Linked DNA regions of Triticum aestivum: region 2 is linked to region 1. The links are chromatin contacts, called in public Hi-C maps. All regions are on one chromosome and are shown on one strand. The core of a region is the stretch at or near the end of the contact, and the rest is flanking DNA. Distances in the headings are between cores, read along the strand shown.

Region 1 (7,728 bases), core at 3,124-5,623:
CAATTTCGTTTTCACTTGGCAGCTATGAAGAAAATCAATTTCATAATTTCACATGTTTCACATTTTTAGTTGCTGAATTTGAAAAAAAATCTCCATAGCTCTTAGGTGAATTTGAATTTGAAACTGAAATTTGTTTCTAGAGGGTCACCTTCTCCACCACACTGTATTTTTCAGAATTTTTTAAACATTTGAAATTATAGTTTCACCGGTTTCCACCAAATCTTGGTTTTCATTGGATACTTTCTCTATCTTAGAGTTCTCCTTGCTAGTAATTTGTATGAGTTCTAACAAATATAATTAGCTTTAACGAAAACCAGAGAAAAAATAAAACCGCATATGTGGCTAGTCCAGTTAGCATAAAATGTGGGAGGGAATTTAAAATGTATCACAAACTTGCCTAAATTGGGAATTTTCACTAAATGGGGTAATATCTGTCACAAACATGAATTTAGTGGGTAAAAGATGGAATTCACTCTTTTATTCACATAGTGGTACTTGTGTGGCGTTGACCTACAAATTTGGGGATGAAGAGTATCATGTGCTCAAAAGCCACGAATTGTTTTTTTCTTTGCAGGGCCCTCATTTCAATGTATTTCATCGTGGAAATTTACACACATGTACATTATGACTCCATGTATATCTGTATTTTTCGGATTTGTCTGAAATGTAGAAATATGATTTTTGATTAAAAAATTCAAAAAAGGCCTCCAAAATCAATTTTTGGAAATAAAATAGAGAAATTTCTATGTAAAGACAACATGGATCTCTTGCTGCTAAGCTGGATGGCCCACATAGAAAATCCACGCTTACTTAGGTTCGTTAGTTCAACAAACCAGAAACCAGATAGGGCTAGCAGGATCACCATAGCTCACGATTATTATCGCACGTTGTATATCTCCATATTAACTTGGACACGGCCAAATAAAAAACTTGAACAGAAAAATAAAACTCACAATGCTCACGTATATCTCCATATTAACTTGAACAGGAATTTACATCACCATAACTCACTTTATTATCTAGATGTGCTTTAGCAATACTGCCATAATTAACCTGACCAGAAAGATGAAACGGCCCTATATTCACGTGTATCGGTATAGGAGCCCCGAAAGGAGACATATACAATTTATCAATTGTCATCACCCTGGACCATCTTAATCTTAATCTTGTCGTCGACCCCTTCATCCAGCTCGAAATCGCCGGAGTTGTAGGTGACACCGTTGCCAGCCTCCACCACCTGTTGTACGATTGGGTAGTCACGGCCCAGCCCTTGGCAAATCTTGGGAGGATGGCCCTTGTAAGCCTTGCAGACGTAAGCTTCGAAGTTCTCGTAGTCCTGAAACAAACAAGCTCGTCATGATTCAAGAACTAGCGTATGCTTATATGGTGAAACTCCGACATGAAGGTGAGCAAACAGTTAGTAAAATGTGAAATCTTCCATCATGATTGGATCAAAAACTTGAGAAGAGTGGTTGTTGCTTACCTCATACAGCGGCTGGCCATCAACCACCACCCATGGAACGTACTTGTGCGGGGGCACAAGCGCATCAGTCTGTTTCCCATACTTGAGCGAAAGCTAGATGGAGCAAGCAAAATACGAACACTGTGGTTAGCAATATTGCCTATAAAATGTATGTGATGATACAACGCAGAGGCAAGGGGAACGGACCTTGTGGCCATGCTCACTGTTGTAGCACTCCATGACAGGCTTGGGGTCAAGCCCCTGTTTCTGGAAGCACGACTCCCATTCCTCGCACTTGCGGTTCATCACCAGGTCCTCCACGCAGTTGATGAAACCGAAATGCACATTCTGCAACCAGTGACAAGTAGCTATCATATCAAAGAGTATGTGTAACAAAATTCTCCAGACTTGTAGCAGAACTGTCTAGATTTGAGGTGAGAACTTGGACCTGGGGAAGTGACGACAGCTAGCTAATGACTATTCTATTACTACTATAACTGATACGAAGTTCGCGTCGTGATTATTGTATCATAGTCCAGCCTATTCTTTGCTGAGAACTTAATGAAGTTGCAACAATACGTTGGTGGTGAAGCTGTGAGCAGAGATTATGATGAGATGTGGATGAATTACCAAATCCGGCCAGGCTTCGATGGCGCAAGCCTCCACGTTGTTGAGAAGGCATTCATCGGGGCCATGCTGCAACAAGCCAAAATCCCAATATTAGTATGAGCATCAGCACCATCCACAGCTAAATAGTCAGTAATTAACATTGCTAATTAGAAAGTACTACTCAGAACTAAGCACACACCCAGGATCCCTGATTGAACAAAGAAACATCTATAATAAGATAACCAAAGGAAGAAGCAGAGGAACGGATTGGGCGCGCGGCGATGGCACACCTGACAGGTGATGGCACCGTGCGCGTCCACCTTGGCGTTGCCATAGGGAACGAGGGTGAGGTCCGCGGCATCAAGGAGTCCATCCTTGAAGAGTCTGGCGAGGCTGTTCACCACGAAGTGCGCTGAGAAGGGGCACAGCGACTCATAGTAGAGCGCCATGCTAACCTTCCCGCTCCCCGCCGTGACTACATCGCCATTGGCGCTCGCGGAGGAGACGCTGAGCAGCAGGAGTAGCACGGGGAGGAGGAGGAAACGGTGGGGGCGGGTGGCCATGGGGTTTGCTCGTCCGGTCGATCAATGGGCAGAAGATCAGTGTGCAGAGAAGAAGGTGGAGCCTTGGAGTGAGTGCAGGAGCTTGGCAGTGAGGGGTTTATATTGGCGATTAGGGTGATGGGCTGGTCGCCACGTGTGCAGCGAGGTGGTTTAAAGGACAAACTAGAATTGCTCGGCCGTGTGTGGCGATGTGGTGCATATTTGAGGATGTGAAATGATGAGTGGTTCCCACCATTTCATCTTATGAGCATCTGCACGATGAAATGATGAGGATTTCAAGATGCATTTGTAAAACTAAAACTATTGCACACTCCAATGAACCTTGTTTCTTCTGGAAGAGTTTCCATTCTAGACAAAAGCACTAGGTGCGGTACACTTAGGTCGCATAAACCAGAAGGTAAGCAACTTGTTGAGGATTGTTAGTGGCGTTTCTAAAAGCTAGCAAATACAAAACCTCAATGGAAGTGGCTTTGCAGTGAATTATAGTAACTCTTCCATAAGCTGAAAACTACAAGAGATCTCTAAGGTGGAAGGGCTGGTAGTGGAGAGAGCCTAACTTGTGGTCTGCCCGAAAACCAGGCCATTAATCACCGTAGGAATACATGATTGTAGGTGACGGTTGCAAAGCATGTTCTCCTCCTCTTTTAGAATCATCGCAAACCATGCTCATGCGTAGTGGGCTGGTGGGTTGTAGTGGTACGGCATTACTAGTTGAGATCTGAGAGAGAAGTCATTGTAGCTCTAGTGTAAGTAAGACAATTAGACAAGGCAGCCAGGTGCGTGCACTTGTTTTGTTGATAATACAAATTCAGTTATTTCTTGCGTACAAGGCAGAAACAAACAGAGAGGGAAACAATAGCAAATGGGCCGCACTAAATGGAGCCTATGCCAAACGTTTTGGGCCGCGCGTTCGGCAAGTATCTTGCTAGTATCGTATATGGATCCACCTTGTTTCCCTAACCAGTAAAGAAAAGGGCATGACGGCGACTGATTAGCAGCAAGCAATACGCCTTGGCCGCTATGATGCCACGCTGCTGCCACCACTACCTTCAAAATATCTCTGCCCGCAAAATCAAGAAACTAGCTTTGGAATTGGCCCAAGGCAAGAGAACAGGATATTCGTTGCAAAGTAATTCAGTGTTATTCCTTGCGTACAAGGCAGAAACAAACAGAAAGAGAAACAATAGCAAATGGGCCGCGCTAAATTGAGCCTATGCCAAACGTTTTGGGCCGCGCGTTCGACAAGTGTTATACTAGTACGGATCCACCTTGTTTCTCTAACCAGTAAAAAAAACGGCATGACGGCGACTAATTAGCAGCAATACGCCTTGGCCGCTATGATGCCACGCTACTGCCACCACTACCGTTCAAAGTATTTCTGCAGTAATGAGCCGCTAATTATGAAGCTAGCTACTCTACGAAATTGGTCGGAGGCGTCGATTAATTACCAAGGCAGAGAGAACAAAAGATTTGTGGCAGGGTAATTCAGTAACTAGCTAGGAATCAATTTGTGAGCTGGATGATTCAGGGGGAATTAATCGGGGACTGGATCACTGAGAGGGCTAGCGGCAGCACCTGGCAGGAGATGGTGTTGTTGGCGCCGCGGACGTGGGCGTTGCCGTAGGGGACGAGCAGGAGGTCGACGGCGCCGATGAGCCCGCTGTCGAAGATCCCGGCGAGGCGGGTGACGATGAAGCGCGAGCAGTAGGGGCAGAGCGACTCGTAGTAGAGCGCCAGGGACACCCTGGGCGGCCCCGCGGCCGCGGCCGGGGCCGGCGGCAGGAGGGCGGCGAGGATGGCCGGCAGGAGCAGGACGAAGCGGAGGGCGCGACGGGAAGTGGCCATGGCGCGCAGGGGGGGTCGCGTCCGTCCCGAGAGGAGTTCTCCTCTCCTGGTCAACGGAGAGCGGTAAGTTTTTTGTGTCTCGATGGGTATAGACGGGATCACGGGAACATACGTGCGTGCCGGAAGGAAGGAAGTTCACGGCTTCATGTTTTGGAGGGACGTGTCACGATTCCATGGTCAAGCAGGAGAGCTGTCTGTGAGGCCAACGATGCGCCATCAGGTGAATAGGTGATCGCCATCAACATCAAGTTTGAACGGGACCCTCTATCCATGTACCTGAAATTTCTTTTGCCATCGGTCACTTTTTTCTTTCTGAAAGAGCCATCGGTCACTTTTATCAACAGCCACTATATCTTCATTTCAAATAGATCGCGGTATTGTTTATCTTCCTCCTCCCTTTCTTCTTCCGGGTACCCCCTTCTTCCTCCTCCCTTTCTTCTTCCGGGTACCCCTTCTTCCTCCTCCAAACACCCCCAGCGGCTTAACCGCCGGCCTCCACCACCCGCGGCCGGCAGACACTACCGGGCACCGCCCCGCCCTCCCGTTAACCTCCCCCTATCGCCGTTGCTGGCCACCGTCCAGGACACTCCTGTAAGCCCAGCGCCACCCATGAAAACCTTCGGCGATCCTCTACACACCCACACCCCTAAGATAGATAATGGGGTCATGACTTCATCCTAAGATAGATGGTGGGGCTAGTTCTTCTCCGGCAAGCTTGTTTCTTCTCCGGCGAGGTCCGGCCAAGAGGGAAACAAGAAGGAAAAAAGTGGCCGACACGAAAAAGAATTTCAGGCACCTAAGAAATAGCAAATCCGAGTTTGAACACCATTCTGTGAAGCACTGGCCTAGAGAGGCACACTATCTTTGAGCTCCACGTACCAGAATCAGTCCGTCTGTGTGGCTGGATGATCCCCTGATTTCCTGGTTGATAATGTAACAATTACTGTGAGCTAAATAAAGGTTAATTTTCCTGTCCAAGAAAAGTTGCACTACCTCAACTCGACAGGTCCAGAGCTGAGCAGTTGTCACCAGAGTACAAGTGCATACATCAGTTGATCCAACTGCAGATAAAAACAGGAGCTACACACAAAACTGGCAAAGCCTCCCCAAAAAATTGTACCTGCACTGGACAGGTCCGTAGCTGAGCAGTGGTCACCGGTACAAAGTGGATACAGGAGTTCATCCAACTACAGACAAAAACAGGAGCCACACACACAAAATCCCAAGAGAAAAGAAGAAGGAGCAACACAAAACTGGCTGAGCCTAGCCTCCCCCAAAAGAAGCTCAGAGTTTCAGTCACAAACACATCACTGACAAGGAATGCAAGCTCATAGTCACAAGGTTGTAACAAATGAATCTTTCCTCTGTCCACAAAAATCTTAATCAAATACAGTTAACAGAAACAAGCGCATGCCTCTTTGCAGTGAACAAAACACCTCACAAGCATGCACGATCGAGCTCTACCACGTGGTCATAGTTCACGGTCAAACTCTACAGCCTACGGCAAACCTCTGGGAAGCGGTTCCGGCTTCCAGCTACATCTGCTTATAACCTATATTTAGTGATATGGTCCTAATATACAAGTCTAAAGGGAAGGGGTAGGGCACAAAGCAAGCTGCCCTCAAGCAGAGATCACGCGTACGTCGTCCCAGCGCAAGAACTTCGTGATTGCCACATAACTCATTGCCTCTTGGGCTCCTCGCCGGGAACTTCAGCAAAGCAGACAGGGCATACCTGCAGAGCAAATGCATACTCCTGTCAGCTAAAGAGGCAGGGGGTAGAAACAAGAAGCGGATACGGATTGTTCTGTTTCCTTATCGCAGACCTTGTTGATGGTAAGCCATTTTGTCACGCAGCTGGCGTGGTACACATGCTTGCAGGGGAGTGCCATCTGCAGATCCCCTCTCCGATACTCCATTTGACAGATTACACACCTGTTTGTTACCCATATGAAAGTTCTAAAAGTTACATATCTTCCTTTCCATTTAAGAATCAGGTTGCTGTAACTGCGTCCTCTACAGGTAAGCGAAAAACAGAAGAGCTCTTTTACAGTACCCCTAAATGATTATGAGCCCTCCATTTCTGTTAATCCGATGGATGATCTTAATCGGTACTCCAACAAGTGTGCAAGAGAGTACCAACTGAAAAAGCTAGGGAGTACCCCGATCTTAGGGGTAAAAATGTAATCTAGATGCAATTAATTTATCGTATCAGTACGGCTGCTACATAATAACGTTTCAACTTGACGTGATTAATTATTTTTAGAACCCTAATTCTTCACTGGGATAGACGCCGGCGGCGGCCATGCCATCCCCGCATCAGAGTCTCAGGGAGAGACGGCCATGAAGGCATGGCTGCTCAAGTACTTGTCAAGCGGCGTCAGCTGGGTATGGTCACCAACCAGGGCAACGCTGAAGCGACAGGACCAGGGCGAGGCGGGATCACTAGGTCGGCTGGAGCTCCATCATGCTTGCGTTGACCAAGTGGTGGACGTTCATGTGTGGGGTTGATCTGGCCAAGGGATAGCATTGGCAGCCGCGTGCGTAACAGCTCATGAGATGATGGCGGCACGCCTATAGGCCGATAAACACCCGATTTTTTTAGGGTACTCGCTTTTTTTTGACATGGATAAACAGACGCGTTACCAAACAATTTATAGCAGATCTGATGTGAAAGATATCGCTTAAGAATATGAGAAAAATGACTAGACTACCCTTTCAGGTGGATGGCCAGATTTTAGTGGCACTCCATCCCTTCTTAAGGGAGTACCAGGGTACCGTAAAAGAGCTCAAACAGAATATTGCACTCAAGATGCAGCATCGGTGTCAATGCAGACGGAACTATTATGGTATGCTTCAAAAGTTTACAAGGTAAACCTGCCTAGCCGAAAACTAAAAGCCTAAACCTACAGCGGCCTATAGCATGCCAAGAGGGCACGCACAAAGTAGGACAAAGTCATGCCAAGAGATTGCAGCAACATCTAACCTTTCACGGCGTTTTTTCTTCCTTGAAAATAAACCACACTTGAATTTGGTGATTGGAAGTGCTGAAATGCTTTCTTGGGAGAGACCCCGACTTTGGGTTCCAACTGCCTCGCCCAAATCCAACAATTCCTGTCAACAAAAACTTGTAAGCGAACCAAGTTCCAGAAATAATAAGATGAGACAAAGAAAACTAACAATGAAACGAATGATTAATGGACATAGAGCTTAACCATTGAAGAGTATTGTACTATTGTTAGTTGAATAG
Region 2 (7,728 bases), core at 2,666-5,165, 350 kb after region 1:
AGGCTACAGACTGGAGAAACAATATAGCTACTCAGTATGATGGATAGTCGCAAGACGTAAAATTTAGGTCACACCATCTCTGAGTACATACATGCCAACGACTGAATATTGCAAAATAAACTAAAAGTTCTTCAGCCAATGCTGAGTCCTGCTAATGCTTGCTAGAAAGACGCATCACTCAATTTATAGGATGCAACGTTTCCATCACCGATTCAGTTATATCGCTCCATGAACTTCTCAATCGCCACAGAGAAGGCACCAAAACCCACGCACCCGATACATGTAGCTTGAGGGCCACCTGCAAGAAAAATACCAATTCCATTACGGATGAAATATCAAATTGAACTGCATAACCAACAACAGCATAAGAACTTGCTAGTGGTGCTAGAGTGCTTTCCTAATTGTAATCCACAGTGTCGTTGTCATTATTATTATGATTTACTGCTTTATTAGCTGAATCAAAAGTGACAAAAAAAAGTTTCAAAATAAGCAATCACAACTTTGGTTAAGCACTTAATGAATCAAGGGGTAGACAAGGTAAGTGGTCAAAACACCACAACAGACTGCTGACCTGGCACAGCAACTACATCATGAGTATCTCTAAATTCCCAAATACAGACAGACATATAGCATTGGTTAAACTATCTGAAATCTCATATCAGAGAATTTGGGACACAAACTGCTGGCCTGGCAAACTGACTACATGATGAGTACAACTGCCCTTCAACTTGCCCTAGTAGAACCAAACTACTTTTAGAGTGAGGTTACTTCCTTTCTTACATCCAAATAAAACGTCGGCCCATCCACCCCAAGCCAACCTAAAACATCTCTAATGATTGCAGATAGGGAAATTCTCTTGGGAGCATAAATTGATCCATGGTAAAAATTAATGTTGGTTCTCATCAACAGTTGTCACAAAGAAAAACACACCTTTTGCAGCTAAAGCTCCTCCTGTGACACAGCCAGCTACTGCTGAATTGGTGATGTCATGCTTTGCCCGAGCCTGCCAGGACGTGACGATTCAAAGTGTCCAAATAAGTAAAAATAAATACAGAATTGCTCATGAATGGAAGAAAAAAAATGTCACACTGCATCTACCTTCTCAACGACGCATTCAGCTGCAGAGAAAATCAAGCCCATTACTGCAAAGGTCTTAGCATGGCTCATACTTTTCCTACCCATCTGTTTTGCCTGGTAGACTATTTGTTGCCTTGCTGTCATCTCCTCTGCCATTATTGGATTTTCCAAAGCTCCAAAAAATAGTCCCATAAGTACACCAAGACCACCCCCTATTGAATGAAAGCTACGCAGTTAATAACAGCTATGCATACTCCATAAGTCCATTTAATGAAACATTATGCACTTGTAAGTGGGCCCCTTGTGGGATAAGCCAATAGCTGATACTCTAAGCTGTTTAGCTTGACGCCAAATGATTAACAAGCAGAGAAGCACAAGTCATCAGGCAACAACTTAACATGACTTCTAAGTTAGTATAGGACGGAGTATCCAGCCACTGATTGTTGGCTGTTGTCTTAAGGATACCAAATGTCAAACTATAGGAAATAGTGATACTTTGGTAATACATACAATAGAGTGCATAGTATCAATATCACTGATTCTATCCTCTAAACCATCAATAAACAAATCATTAAACAGGGCAAAAACAGAAAATAGATACTTTAACATTGCAGGCCTTTGCCATGTTCCAGATTCATGACAATGTCAGCAAGCTGTTGGAAAACTACATATATTGCACAAGTGAAATGTTACTAGTAATCACACGTGAACGCGTGCGCACACACACAATGTTATGGCATGCACTTATTTACAGTAACTATATACTGGGGGGAAAATGTTAGGTAGCACTAGATCCAATGTTAAGTTTCTTCATTTGAAGCAGAAACAACAGAAACATGAAATGAATGGATCAGAGCAAACTTTTTTTACGAGACAACTGGAAGAACCAGACACACTCTGACCGATTTTATTCACTCCGCAAAAACTGTACAATCAAGCATGCAAACAGGGGAAGGCACATACCCAATGCTAAAAGGAATAACTGATAGCCGGAGGTGGGGGAGGGTGGCAGAAGATGAAAAACTACTCCATTACATGACTGGTGGGTACACCAGGAGGTAAGATGGCAAACATCCAAGGCAGAGGTAACACAAACCTTCCAACGGTCAGATTGGTTGCGAATAAGGCTAGGAAAGCCCACAACATCAGTGTTGACATGATCAAACACCAAGCTGTTACCAGGATGGCCGCGATGTATGTCTATCACATTATACTTCTTGCAGCACTGACATGAAAAGGATTCAGAGAGGTGCACCGCCAAACAGTAACCTTTCTAATGCAGTACAACAATATTTTCAAACTATTTAACAAAAAAATTGAACCACTATCAGACCAACCTTCAATAACCGTCGACCTTGCTATTTTCCGCAAATCACGTGCTATGCCTATGACACAATGCTTGTAGCTACAATGGAAAACGATCGTGCATTGTTAAGGAACACCTTTCTAATGCTCTACCAAAACCCCTCTTAGACTACTTGAAACTTTATCCAACCACTTTCCGAATACTTGGCCACCTGACATGTGGAGACTCTCAATCTTAAAGTCTTTGAAAGGTAATGTGTTAAGGACTGGAATTTAATTGGGTTGATTTCATGACCCTAACTTTACTTGATGAATCACTACAAAAACTTAGACCCCAACTCTCCCAGGCAAGTTCACTTGAAACAAAGGCACGACCCTAAAAAAAGAACTTGAAACAAAGGCATCTTCATTATGCATTATGACATGCCATTTCACATGAAGGATCATCGAACAAGAGCAAAGAGTTTATTGTTATTACCACCAAAGATTTTGAGCAGCTAAAGTAACTAACTAACAGTAGACAGTTCTGCAGGTGAGTACAACCGAATCAACATATGAACATAGTTAAGTTCGTACGCGCACTTGCTCAAAATAAAATTAAGCTCATCTCCTGCAGAGCTGGCACCGTTTTATTTGTAACTCTTCAGGCAAACAGGTGAAGAACTAACCATCTAAAGCATGAACAACCACATCCATGTTACATGTCACACCATCCAGAAACTCTGATTGCATGGCATTTGAACAAGATCATGGAGACATGTTAACTCGGCATTTCAGCATAATTCAATTACAGAGTTGTATGCGCCGCAGTGGCACAAATATGGTTTTCTCCAAATACTCAGTAACTGAATAGCATCAAGAGATTTGTGTTTGAGGTGGTGAGTAACATTACCCATGACACCGCTGAGGACGCTCCGGACGGCGCAGTTGTTCATCATCTCCTGCCCCTTGATCTCCTCCGGCGTTGGCAGCCGGAGCGGCTCCACTGGAGCCCTCTGGCCGGCCGCATCGCCGCCCGCCCCGGCCGCCGCCGCCGATGGCTCCGGCGAAGACATCTCACAGTCTGATCTCCCTCCCCCTCCCGATAGCGCGACGGCGGAGCTAGCTGCGGGCCTTGGAAACCACTGGAAAGGCAATGAAGGGGATTGGAGAAGAAGCCGAGCCGAGAAGTTCCTCAGGGCTCGCTACTTGTCCTCCTTCCCTTGGCTTTCTTTTCCTCCCCTCCAAGAAAAGGGGCGGCGGTAAGGGAAGGGGATCCCGGTGGGGGTGCACTGGTGCGTGCCTCTTCCGGTCTTCCCACTCCCCGGAGCTCGCGTGAGGCGCACCATCTCTGCTCTCCGCTACCCGAACACGCACACGTATTTTCAAGAGTACGCTACCCTAGGACGCAGGCGTATTGTCAAGACTACGCTACCCGGTTCCAGTACCTGTGTGGCGCGTGTGGGGGAGACCGGGAGAGATATCGGATCCATCGGAATCGGATCGGCTCACTTGATATCCGATCCACCAAGGGAGTACAACAAGCAGCATTCTCTGACTGCCGCCCCCACCCCCTCCCCCGACCAAAACCCAAGCAAACCCTAGATCCGCCGCGGCCCCCTCCAACTCCGGCGACGCCCTCCACCCGGCAGACGGAGAAGATGCCGAACCTCGAGTGCCGGATGTACGAGCCGCGGTTCCCGGAGGTGGACGCCGCGGTGATGATCCAGGTCAAGCACATCGCCGACATGGGCGCCTACGTCTCCCTCCTCGAGTACAACAACGTGGAGGGCATGATCCTCTTCTCCGAGCTCTCCCGCCGCCGCATCCGCTCCATCTCCTCGCTCATCAAGGTCGGCCGCCAGGAGCCCGCCATCGTGCTCCGTGTCGACCGCGACAAGGGATACATCGACCTCTCCAAGCGCCGGGTCTCCGAGGAGGAGGCGCGGTCCTGCGAGGACAAGTACAACAAGTCCAAGCTCGTGCACTCCATCATGCGCCACGTTGCCGAGACCCTCGAGATCGACCTCGAGCCCATCTACCAGCGCATCGGCTGGCCGCTATACCGCAAGTACGGCCACGCATTCGAGGCCTTCAAGCTCATAGTTGCTGACCCCGACGCCATCCTCGATGTGCTCACCTACGAGGAGAGGGAGACCGGCCCTGACGGACAAGAGGTTACCCACCAATTATCATGATTTTTCCTTTCGTAATTCTGATTTATGCACTACGATGCCCTGACGTGATTAAATGCATTCACTAATAACTACGCCGTGCTTAAATGATCTTGTCATGTGAATTTGTGCGTGATGTCAGGTAAAATGTGCTGAAGTTTATGGATAACATGTTCTCGTTCTGTTGAATGGGCACCATAGAAAGGTTTGGTACTTGCGAGTTTATCTGAGGTCAAATGGACCAAATGAACTTTTAGTGCAACTAATCACTGAATGTTGGAATGTACCAATAGATTAAATTTGTCTTGTCGAGTCTAGTTCTAAGGTCTAACGAACAATTGAATGATATTTCAAGTGATGTGAATAAATTACCCCTGGAATGTGTTCTGATATTTACTCCCTCCGGTCCTTTTTACTCCGCACATTAGCTTTGTCTGAAGTCCAAGTTTGCTAAGTTTGACCAAATTTATATTAGAAAATATTAACATCTATAACATCTAATAAATATAATATGAAAATATATTCCGAGATGGATCTAATAATAAATGTGTTGTTATGTGAATGTTAATAATTTTTTGTATAAACTTGGTCAAAGTTGGATGAGATTGACTTCAGACAAACCTAATATGCAGAGTAAAAAGGACCGGAGGGAGTACCATCGACATAATTAAGTTTAGAGTTTTTGCCAGAAAATGAAAGTGATACTTAAATTTACTGGCAGGTGACTAAGGTGGTGCCTGCTGTCACCCCTGAGATTAAGGAGACCCTGGTCCAGAATATACGGAGGAGGATGACACCGCAGCCACTCAAGATCCGTGCTGACGTCGAGATGAAATGTTTCCAATTTGATGGGGTGCTCCATATTAAGGTTCTAGTTAACCCTGTTTCTGCCTTGGGATATAATTGAACACTTTGGGTTGCTTATTCAGTTGTTCTAAATTTGATATTGCAGCAAGCCATGAGGAAAGCTGAAGCTGCTGGGAACACTAATTGTCCTGTGAAGATTAAGCTGGTTGCTCCTCCACTTTATGTTCTGACTACACAAACTCTCGACAAGGTTGGTGTCTTCTTCAGCCTCTTTCCATGATTCATGTTGGCTTTGACTCTAGGTATCCTGCTCGATTGATTAGATTATTTGATTCTTATTTAGAAGGATGCTCCTAATTTGACATAGAATTTAAGATTTAACAATTGCACTGCGCCTTTAGCACATTGTATTTTTCTTGATTGATTAGATGGTCAAATTTTCATTATTTAGAAAGAAGCTTCTAATGTGTCTGTTCCCAAATATAAGGTGTATTAGTTTTTCGAAAAGTCAACTTTTCTATGTTTGACCAAGTTTATAGGAAAATATATTAACATTTACGATGCTAAATAACTAAAATATGAAAATATATTTCATGACGAATCTTATGGTAATGATTGGATTTTGAAAACATTGATATTTTTCTCCATAAACTTGGTCAAAGTTAAAGAAGTTTGACTTTAAAAAAGATTAATGCACCTGATATTTTGGACTGGAGGGGGTACATTATTGGCTGGGTGGATCATCTTATATCCTAACTATCAGGAAGGCTGTTAAAGTGCTCACCTTGCTTCCAATGTGTCTAACAGCTATTGCACCGCATACAATGTTTGATAGTTTGTTGTCCATGATCTGTAGTTTGCTGTTTCTCATTGTCATCTATTGGGGTTGGTTGGCTAGTCATCCAGAAGGAAATTGATAATTGCCATGTCAAATTTCATTCTCTAATGTGACAAAGGATGCTATTTTTTTTGGTGTGTTCTTAATAACATGTGTGTAGAATGATCTAAGTTACAGATTAGGTGACAGTGGTTATTTGCATGAACTGTCCTTAGTCTGTCTTGTTGTACACGCACTCAAATGGTACAGTAAGTTGCTTTGGGCTTACAGCTTTAGGCTATGTTTGGTAGCAAAGTATTAGAAAAACTGCAGTATTGAAAACCACAATATTTTTGTCAGTGGGTACAAGATACCACAGTTTTGACATATCAAAGTATGTTGAAGTATTGAGATTACTGTGACCTGTTTGGTTGTTGCCGCAAAACACAGTATTGATGCGTTCAAACACTCAACTACCTAGCCGTTAGCAGTGCAAGCACACACCTGCTGGCCGGAGCTGATCAACATGCTCAGCTAGCTAACATACGGGCCATCCCATCAAGAGCCCGGAGGAAGAAACAACCAACTCATATGTCCCCCTCACTCCTTCCAGCCGCTAAGCCGAGCTGAGCCACCGTTCCATGCACTCGCCTCTAGCCCCCAACCCGTGCTAAAAGTACCAGGTGTAGTTTGTTGTGGTATGGTTTGAACAGGGATACCTGAATCTGAATTGTCTGAATGAAAAACAGCAAAATCACTATAGTATGATCATTAGATTTTAGACAAATCATGCGGGGTGTAGCGGCCGACGACAACAGAGCAGCCGTCTCTTTGCTTCCCCATGGTCGCCGAGGGAGATTTCTCCAAAGACGACAGGGCGGCGACGGCGTGGGAACGAGGCCAGAGCAAGTAGCGAGTTGTTGAGCAGAGTGCGGAAGGATAATGACGCTAGTCCCTTCTTTTCGCCTTCTCTGTTTTTTTAAAACAGGTCTGGGGTTCTTTTTATTATACAGAGAAAAAACTGCAGTTTGTCGAATACTACAATATTAAAACAACAGTTTTAAGCGTCAATCAAACAGCTCATTGTAAATAAAACTATGGTAATATCAAAAACTGTAGTATTCTCAAAATATTTAGAAAATACTTTGCTATCAAACGGGATGAATTTTTAGACTCCATCTATCTGAATTCATTCCAACCTCAGTATTATGGTTTAAGGTTTTGATGTTTCAACTCTCCACAAATAACAATTAATCTTCTTTTGTATGTTTCTCCTTGGGATAGGACCAAGGCATCTCAGTTCTCACTGATGCAGTTAAAGCATGCACAGCAGAGATTGAAAAACACAAGGGAAAGTTGGTAGTGAAAGAAGCACCTAGAGCTGTAAGTTTTCAGCATTGTCTAATAATTCTTCTACGTGTCCTCTATATATCGTATATATCTCCAGTATAAATGTTCTCAAAATTATATTAGCTGTTCCAGTTCATGGTTCATGAAGCTTTGTACTATTTGCATTTTGTAAACAGGTGAGTGAGAGGGAAGATAAGCTATTGAACGCCCAGTTGGATA

Evidence for each region. A called contact is a pair of places that touch in the nucleus more often than the background predicts.
Region 2: a Hi-C map of leaf shows a contact between it and region 1, with 4 times the contacts expected there. The contact joins the promoter of LOC123085605 here to the promoter of LOC123085601 in region 1. A contact is called at or near these places in 4 of 5 Hi-C or Micro-C datasets (leaf and root).

What each region holds. Positions count from the first base shown.
Region 1 is chr4A:136,968,950-136,976,677 of IWGSC CS RefSeq v2.1, forward strand. It overlaps LOC123085601 (gamma-interferon-responsive lysosomal thiol protein), which reads right to left and starts at 4,374. Exons shown (of 5, transcript XM_044507263.1): 1 at 4,210-4,374; 2 at 2,093-2,158; 3 at 1,670-1,810; 4 at 1,484-1,576; 5 at 944-1,336. The coding sequence starts at 4,374. The coding sequence ends at 1,130. It overlaps LOC123085602 (E3 ubiquitin-protein ligase BIG BROTHER), which reads right to left. Exons shown (of 8, transcript XM_044507265.1): 6 at 7,465-7,592; 7 at 6,305-6,413; 8 at 5,838-6,213. The coding sequence ends at 6,160.
Region 2 is chr4A:137,318,297-137,326,024 of IWGSC CS RefSeq v2.1, forward strand. LOC123085605 (eukaryotic translation initiation factor 2 subunit alpha homolog) reads left to right here and starts at 3,916. Exons shown (of 5, transcript XM_044507267.1): 1 at 3,916-4,538; 2 at 5,257-5,403; 3 at 5,488-5,592; 4 at 7,444-7,542; 5 at 7,686-7,728. The coding sequence starts at 4,023. It overlaps LOC123085606 (mitochondrial import inner membrane translocase subunit TIM22-4), which reads right to left and starts at 3,657. Exons shown (of 4, transcript XM_044507268.1): 1 at 3,275-3,657; 2 at 1,099-1,289; 3 at 931-1,003; 4 at 1-298. The coding sequence starts at 3,437. The coding sequence ends at 213.